2 separate regions of the Ovis aries genome follow, and region 1 is linked to region 2. The links are chromatin contacts, called in public Hi-C maps. All regions are on one chromosome and are shown on one strand. The core of a region is the stretch at or near the end of the contact, and the rest is flanking DNA. Distances in the headings are between cores, read along the strand shown.

Region 1 (3,861 bases), core at 1,301-3,800, 160 kb before region 2:
TATCGATCCACCAATGTTTGTAATCACACTTTCCCCCTTTAGTGCATCTCCCCGACCCTTGTCCTTCCTCTTAATCCCAGCGTCATGTTTAATAAGGTCCAGGGAGCACTCCCATGCCTTCTATCCCTTCATTCAACTTTCCAAAGGCTTAACGGGATCCTCCTATGAATCAGACTCATGTGAGGCCCCCCCAAGAGCTGCGGTCTGCTGGGGAGAGAGGAGTGTGAGCAGTGAAAGAGACCGGAGTTCCCGGAGACTGCCCTGTGGCAGGGGCCGAGGTAAAGGGATTCAAAGGAACACAAAGGAAGTGCGTGGCCAGCTCCACGGGGGACGGTGCACAGCGCTGGGATGGAAGTCACAGAGAGGGTCATGGGCCCTTGAAGGATGTGTGTGCACTTGCCAGGTGAATGAAGGAGGCCGGGGCCCTCCAGATGGTGCGGACAGATGTGGAGGCTCGTCCATGGACACCCTGCTACTTACTGCACTTAGTCTCTCCCTGCAGCCCATGGCCTCTGGCAACTTCTTTCTAGTCTGGCCTGAGTTAGCTCCGTTCTCATCTGGGATACATCTCAACTCTTTCTTCTCTCATAAGGTACCACCCTCAGTCAAGTCAGTTAGAAACACCCAGTCTTCAGCTCCAGGACTCCAGGTGAATCATGTGCTTCCTGTGGTCAGCCCTAAGTTAGGAAGAGAGAGTGTCTGGGCCCTGGGCCTTTGAATCTGCTCCAAAGAGTCCATGCTCTGAGAAGCTTTACCCAGGCTAGACTTAGATGTGTGATCCCATCTCACTCTGCTTGCTCTGGTTACAGTGCTGAAAATGTGTCATTTTATAAGGGAAGAAAGGAGAAAAGGAGAAAGCCCTCTAAATGCCTGCAAGGTGCCACTCTTGGTAATTAATCTCATTTAATCCTCACCAACTGACCCAGTAGGTGTTAATTTAGAGAGCTGACTCTCAGGTCAGTGAAAGGTTTTGACTGAGGTTGCATGGCCATTAAGTGCCTGTGATTTGAACCCAGGTCTTCCAAGCCCCTCTTTTATGTGCCATATTTGGGCCTCAGGTCCTGGAGCTGAACTGGGTTCCACCAAACCCATCTCTGGGATAGAGTACCGCATCCACAGCACGGCCTAAGTGGCAAGTGCGGCTGGTGCCCTCGTTCCGTGTGGCAGAGGCACCAACCCTTAGGTGACGGTTCACGTACCCGCCTGCCTGAATAGAGGTTTGGGCCACCAGCTGAGATACAGACTCTGGGAATGGCGTTTGGCAGAGCTGTGCACTGAACCTCCAGGGGGTGGTGCCCAAAGGGTTGTCTTGCAGCCACAAGACTCGAAGACTCTGGCTGGAATCGCGAGCCTCCTGCAGCTGTAGGGAGCATGGCACTCAGGCACGCATACCCGTTCCTGAGGAGTCCATGCACTCTCACCCTCCTCTGAGGGGACCTCTGCCAAGACCCAGCTTCCACTGGTAGAGCCTGAACTTTGGATTCAGGCACCCCTGAGTGGCTTAACCTCTCAGAGCACTGGTTTTCTCATCTAACAAAAGGGAGTGGAAAGCACTCAGCGAACACTTGCTTCCATCCTCCTCTACCTTCTCCATCTTCCACAGGGACCTTGGTGCCTCCACGTGACTACAGAAATCCAAAGCTCAGGCTCTTTCTAACACACCCAGGGTGTGAGCTGACCAGAGTGTCGCTCCGAGGGCACTCAAGTTGGCATCACCTCAGGGAGGACAGTGTCAGACACAGGACTTCAGGGTCACCTACGTGACTGATGCCCCCTTTTTCTAGGTGGGCTCTGAGAAGCAGCTGTTGTTTAGTTGCTAAGCCATGTCCGACTCTCTGCAACCCCGTGAAGCAGAAGTAATTCCAGTACGTGCTGGTTTCCACTCCCATTCCCAGAACTGCCATCACACAGATACTGTGAACTTAAACTTGTCATGTGAGCCTCCTTCCTCCATGGGCACGGCCCCCCTGTCATCGGTCCCTTCTGCATAGACAGAACCATTTGTTGGAAAGCAGGGGTGGCACCTGAATTAGGCTGAGGTGAGGAGAGACATTATCACCACAGGCCCACCTTGAGAAATCACAGAAGCTGGACTTGTCCAGTGTGTGTCCTGGGCGGCAATACAGAGAGGAAGTCCTGTGGCCCCAGGATCAGACCAAAGATGCTCTAGTCTTGATTCTGCGCTTTCTCTGAGATTGTTTAACTTCTCCCTGAAGTTTAGTTCCCTCCACTATATTAATAAAAGGAAAAGTTTTTAAGACAAAGGTGAGGCGTTGTGCAAAGGAGGTGCTCCACAAATTCCAGACCCAGCCCCCTTCCCCGGGTCCCTGCCAGGCTTAGATTTGGCTCGCCTGCCCTTTTCTCGCTCCATGCACGGAGAGGGGCCAGCAGCTTCCTTACCAGTTTCCTTCCTCTGTTAGTACAGGGCCTTTAGGTCTTCAGGCTGGGCTTTCAAGTAGGGCATAGTCTTCCGGGTCCCTGAGATTCTTCCCATCGTCAGCCCTGACCCCTGGGATCACACAACCACTCTCTGATGGAGTGGCTCTCTCTGCGGGAAAGAAGAAGCTGCAGGACCAGACCGGCAGACGGCTGGGTGAGGCCTCTCACAGCTCCTCCCCTGGGTGGGGCTCTGAGGAAGTTCCAGGTGTCTGTGGGAATTCTCAGCTCTGGCTAGAGCTGCTGGCTGCCAGGGACTTGATTCTGAGCTGTGTCTCAGCCATGCTTCTGGACCAGAGAAGATTCTTAAGATGCAAGACCCACGAAAGTCAAATAAAATGGGTCACCCACCCATCATGTCTGGAAGATGAGTCTCTGGTTCTGGATTTGGGGGACTCCCCTCTACCTTGGTATGATGGATGAAATGAGAATTTGCAGTGTGTATGACCTTGGGCAAGCCACTTCACCCCTCTACTCCTCAACTTCCCATCCATAAAATAGAACTCGACCATCTCTAAAATTATGATTCCTGGTTATGTATTTTAAATGCCTCTTTGGGATCAACAGAGAGCCTTATCTGTGTGTAAGATTTGCAGAGCCCAGCACCTCATGCTTTCCACTCTGTGAAGTTTCAAAAAGAGACACAGAAGTCAAGAGAATAGAGGATAGAGGCTGAGCAGACCCACCCAGGAAGAGATCGGAAGGACTCTGGGACAAATCTGGAGAGATTTCCAGACTGCTCCAACTTTCCTGTCCCTACCCCCGACTCAGGTAATTTTCCGTTCCCCACAGAGTCCACTGCTGTGGGAGCCTCCTTCTCCCCTGACCAGTTGAACCTCCTAACAGAAGTGCTTCACAGCGTCCTCTGAAAACTGAAGTGCCCTCCTTGTCACTGTAGCCAGTGGCCTCGAAACTCAATCCTGGCTTCCTGTGGGAAGGCACAAGGAATTCCCCGGAGGGTTGGCCTCACACCCTGAGAGCTGGCGGCTGGGGAGGGAGTCGGATGGAGAGGCCCAGGGGCGAGCTGGCAAGATGCCCCTCAGCACCTCCTACCCTCCTGACATCACTGCAGGGCTCCTGCCCAGGTCCCTGCCTGTCCGGGAGATGGGGCGGTGGGGAGAGAGCGAGACAGTTGAAGACGGAGTAAATGAAAATTCAGGAAGCTAAAGGAGGTAGGAAGGATAGAGGGGGCCTCCATGGGCAATGACCCATAGATGCCTTTGGCGTCAAACCAGTTTCCTTAATGTGCCCCGAGAGCCTGGCCAGCATCAGAAGCATTTCTGTGCTAGCTGGCAAGGAGTAGGTACCTGAAAAGAAAGCTCTTTGATTTCTCTTGACAGGACTCACTTTGACCTGAGGAACGTGACGGTGGCTAGGAAACAAATGCAGGAGGATCCAGTTTCAGGTTCTCAATGAATGGAAAGT
Region 2 (3,860 bases), core at 1,007-3,506:
ATCTTCCTATTAAAAAGAAGAAGACTGTGTACTTCCAATGCAGGAGCCTCAGGTCCATCCCTGGTTGGGAAAGTAAGATGTCACCGGCCAAAAACAAAACAAAGCAAAACAATGGCCTCTGTTCTTGCATTACCATGGGCTTGCTAGGTGACTGTGGGGGGCTGTCCACCTCCTTGGTCCCTCATCTCGTCCTGTGTCAAACAGGGATAGCACTGGACGGGAAGCACCTTCAAAGGCCTGGGATCAGGAGGTGTGATACTGGCTGAGCCACGGATGTGGTCTCTGCATACAGAAGGCCATCAGTCAGTACTCGCCTTGTGCATGAGTCAGAGGCACTGGCCCAGAGAGCTTGCCCCGGCTCCATGGCCTCAGGCCTCTGCAGGCAATGCACTGTGGTCGGAGCTCTGCCCCTTGGAGCAGGTGGCCCGTTCTCTGCTTTCTGCCTCCCTTGTCCCTGTGTGTCCTTCCCGCCTCCGCAGGGTGACAGACAGGCTTCCAGGGCCCAGGTCACTTCCTGGGTGGCCTCCTCCAGCTCCATACGTCTACACACCATCTCTACGCACAGTGATCCACAATTTCCATTTCCTGCCTGGCTCCCTCCTGAACGCCAGACTCCTGTTTCTGGTTGCTTTCTTCACATTTCCACTTCAATGTCTAACAGAACCCTCAGACTTTAAAGAAGACCCCTGAAATTTCCCTCCAAACCTGCCCTATGTGTCCCCGTGGCATTTAATGAAACTATTCTCCTAGGCACTTGGACACTTTTGGGGACTTGCTTGACCCTGGTCTCTCTGACACCCACATCCCGTCCAGCAGCGTCTCCTGGCGGCTTCACCTTCCGAACATACCAGCGATGGTCCCTTCTCATCCCTCCACATGCCCCCACCACCTGCGCCTGGGGCTCCATCTCCCGCGGCCTGGGGACCCCCGTGGCCTCCGAGCCGGCCTCTCTGCCTCCGTCATCCAGTCTCCTCACCGCACCCCGGTGGTCCTTGCTTCATAAATCCAAGTCAGATTGTTTTATAAGTTATATAAGTTTAAGCCTGGAAAATGTCTGCTCAAAATCCTTCAGTCGCTCCCACTTCCACCTCAGAACTGAACAAAGATCTTTGAGCAGATCCTTGTCTTGAATGGGGACGGAAACTGGAACAAAGTGGAAACCATACCTGCCGCCTTGAGGCTGAGAGTGTGGGAAACACAGCCAGCCAGGACGCAAACAAAGACCCTGACGACAGAGGTGGGGGGTGGGGGTGGTGCGTGGTGGAAGGTCTTTGAGGAGGTGATATTTAAGACATCAAAGAGACTGAGAACTTAAAGGGAGTCTTGCGACATCTCTTTCAATAATTCCTCCTAGCCCGTTTAGAAATGGAGGGAGAATGAGCCCAGAGAAGTAAGGGGACCTGCCCACGGCCACTCGGCATATTACCTACAGAACTGGGGTTTCAAGACAAGTATCCTGACAGTCTGGTTTGTGGCTGATGACAGCTGGCCTGAAGCTGCAGTTCTTAACAGTGATGTCTGGGAATACTACGAGACGTCAATCTTCTCTTATTAAATATATATACACATAACACAAAATAAAAGGTGTATGCATCTCATGCTTAACATGCCCACGCCTGATGCGTCCTCTGATGGGCCACAGTGCGGATGTTGCCCACTGGATTAATGGTGCCTCCGTCCTTCCACGTGCCTTCACCCAGCGACTCAGACCGCTCAGCCACGCTACCTGCTCCTGCCGTTTGCTTAGACCAAAAAACTCCGTGCAGTCAGTCTGGATTTCTCTGTCTCACCCGGACATCTGGTTTCTCAGCAAATCTGACTCCAAACTCACAGTACATCCAGGATCTGGCCCCTCTCTTAACTGCTGCCTTCACGGTGGGCACAGCTGTCGCCTCCCGTGAGGTCCGTGCAGAAGCCTCCGGTGCTTCCTCGCGTCTCCCTGTGAGCCCTCAGCCCCACGCCAGTCTGTCAGTCCACGCGCAGCACAGCCGTTAACCTGCTGTCCGGGTTCCACTCCACACTCTCTGCTGGCTCCCTTACCGCCCTGCCCCCGCCCTGCAGGCCACACGCCTTCGTCCTCCTGTCGCCTCCCTGGCCACTGTGCCTCTGCCCTCGCCTGGGCTCCCCAGCCCTACATTCCTGGCTGGGCACTGGCTGTTTATTCTGCCAGGAAAGCCCTCCCCCCAGGGACCAGCACGTCCCCCAAGCTGCTTCAGGTTGCGCTCCACAGGCAGTGCTGATCACTCTAGCTGAGATTCCAGTTTCTTCCCTGCTTGATTCTTTCTTTGCTCTTACAGCAGGATGGCCTCCTTACTTTCCTTATCTTGTTGGCCGTCTGCGTGTTAAATAACAGGTCTGCTCCCCGCGGTGTTGCCCCCCAGTACCCGAGTACCCGCCTTCCCTAGGTTGCTCCGGCTCCCGGCACCGCGCGGCACAGATCTCCGCTCAGCCCGTGTCGTCCCCTTTGGACACCAGGTGGCGCCACACGCCAACCCCCAGCTCCTGGCTGACGGGCCCTTGAAGGAATGAGAGACGCTGAGAATCAGCCCAGGAGAGGCCAGTGGCCTGACCCCACAATGAGAATGATCCTCTCAGACCTGGGGATTCACAAAATTCTTCCCCATGGAGGAGAAGGCCTCTCCTGGAGGCCTCTGCCTGGTTCGGTCTGGACTCAAGTTCCCTACACCAACAACCCTGTGGTTGGCCTCCTGTGTGCTAGGTGCTGTGCTGAGTGCTTTTCTCCAGATGTCGCATTAAATCCTCCCCACAGCTCTGGTCCCATCTGTAGACTTTGCAGAGCTTCCCTGGTGGCTCAGATAGTAAAGAATCTGCCTGCAGTATAGGAGACCTGGGTTTGATCCCTGGGTTGGGAAGATCCCCTGCAGAAAGGAATGGCAACCCACTCCAGTACCCTTGCCTGGAGAATTCAATGGACAGAGGAACCTGGTGGGCCGCAAAACCATGGGGCCGCAAAGAGTCAGACACAACTGAGCGACTTTCACTCACTTGGACGTGGAAATGGGGGTTCAGAGAGGCCAGGTTGCCTGCCTGAGGTCACACGGCTGATAAGTACAGAGCTAGGACTCCAACCCAGGCTCCTTTGGCTCAAAGTCAGGCTTCTTCCACTGCATCAAGTGTCTCCCCTCACTGGCAAAGTCAGAAGTTGGTCCATCCTGAAGTTAATACGTTTCAGAAATCAAGGAGGGGAAATGACACTGATTGGTGAGGCTATTTTCTTTCATGTACTTACTGCCGACGTCCCTGACATTAAGGATGTGTAAACTGAGCCCAGAGAGGAGGTGGTGCCTGCCCAAGCTCACACAGCACAGCTGTGTCCTTTCTCCTCACTTCCCAGGGCCTGTGCAGAGATGCTCCTGGTGGGATGGCAGAGCTGTTAGCAAGCTGTGCCAAAGGAGGCCACATGCACACAGAGATGGGCAGGTGCCTTTCAAAGCCTTGCAAGGAAGCCCCACGGGCAGGGTGAAACCTGGGAAGGGACCTCCTTGGGTTGAAAGAGATAGGATTTGAAGAGAGGATGATAAAGAAGAATGAATGATCCAGGAGGCCTTGGGCACAGTTGGATCTCAGGGCTCTTCTAAGGCTTTCTGAGTCTCTTTCCTGTCCTGTCGCCCTGGGTATTTCTTTCCGTCCCTACTTTAAACTTTGATCAGATGCTTGTTCTCTTGTCCCCCAGACCCAGATGAGTCTGGGCAGAGAAATGGGCAGGGGACAGAAGGACAGGAAGGGAAAGCCTCTGGCGCAGGCAGGGCTGTGCCCACAGACGGCTGCCGGACCATCCTGGCCCCCAGGGAGGCACAGCCCCGCTGTTCTGGGGGCGTCTCTGGGAGGCGGCAGGCACT

Evidence for each region. A called contact is a pair of places that touch in the nucleus more often than the background predicts.
Region 1: a Hi-C map of hypothalamus shows a contact between it and region 2, with 5 times the contacts expected there. The contact joins the promoter of GABRP here to the enhancer-like site in region 2. A contact is called at or near these places in 2 of 16 Hi-C or Micro-C datasets (hypothalamus and mixed tissues).

Annotation. Positions count from the first base shown.
Region 1 is chr16:2,884,756-2,888,616 of ARS-UI_Ramb_v3.0, reverse strand. GABRP (gamma-aminobutyric acid type A receptor subunit pi) reads right to left here and starts at 2,550. Exons shown (of 10, transcript XR_009596702.1): 1 at 2,401-2,550.
Region 2 is chr16:2,719,912-2,723,771 of ARS-UI_Ramb_v3.0, reverse strand. The region is part of intron 1 of KCNIP1 (potassium voltage-gated channel interacting protein 1); the gene reads right to left. Among named protein-coding and RNA genes, the nearest start is that of GABRP, 160 kb to the left of the region's middle. Within about 2 kb of position 2,256, at least 4 of the 54 cell types and tissues checked have an H3K27ac peak or open chromatin away from gene starts, as enhancers often do. A contact at or near this core is called in hypothalamus, where this site is marked.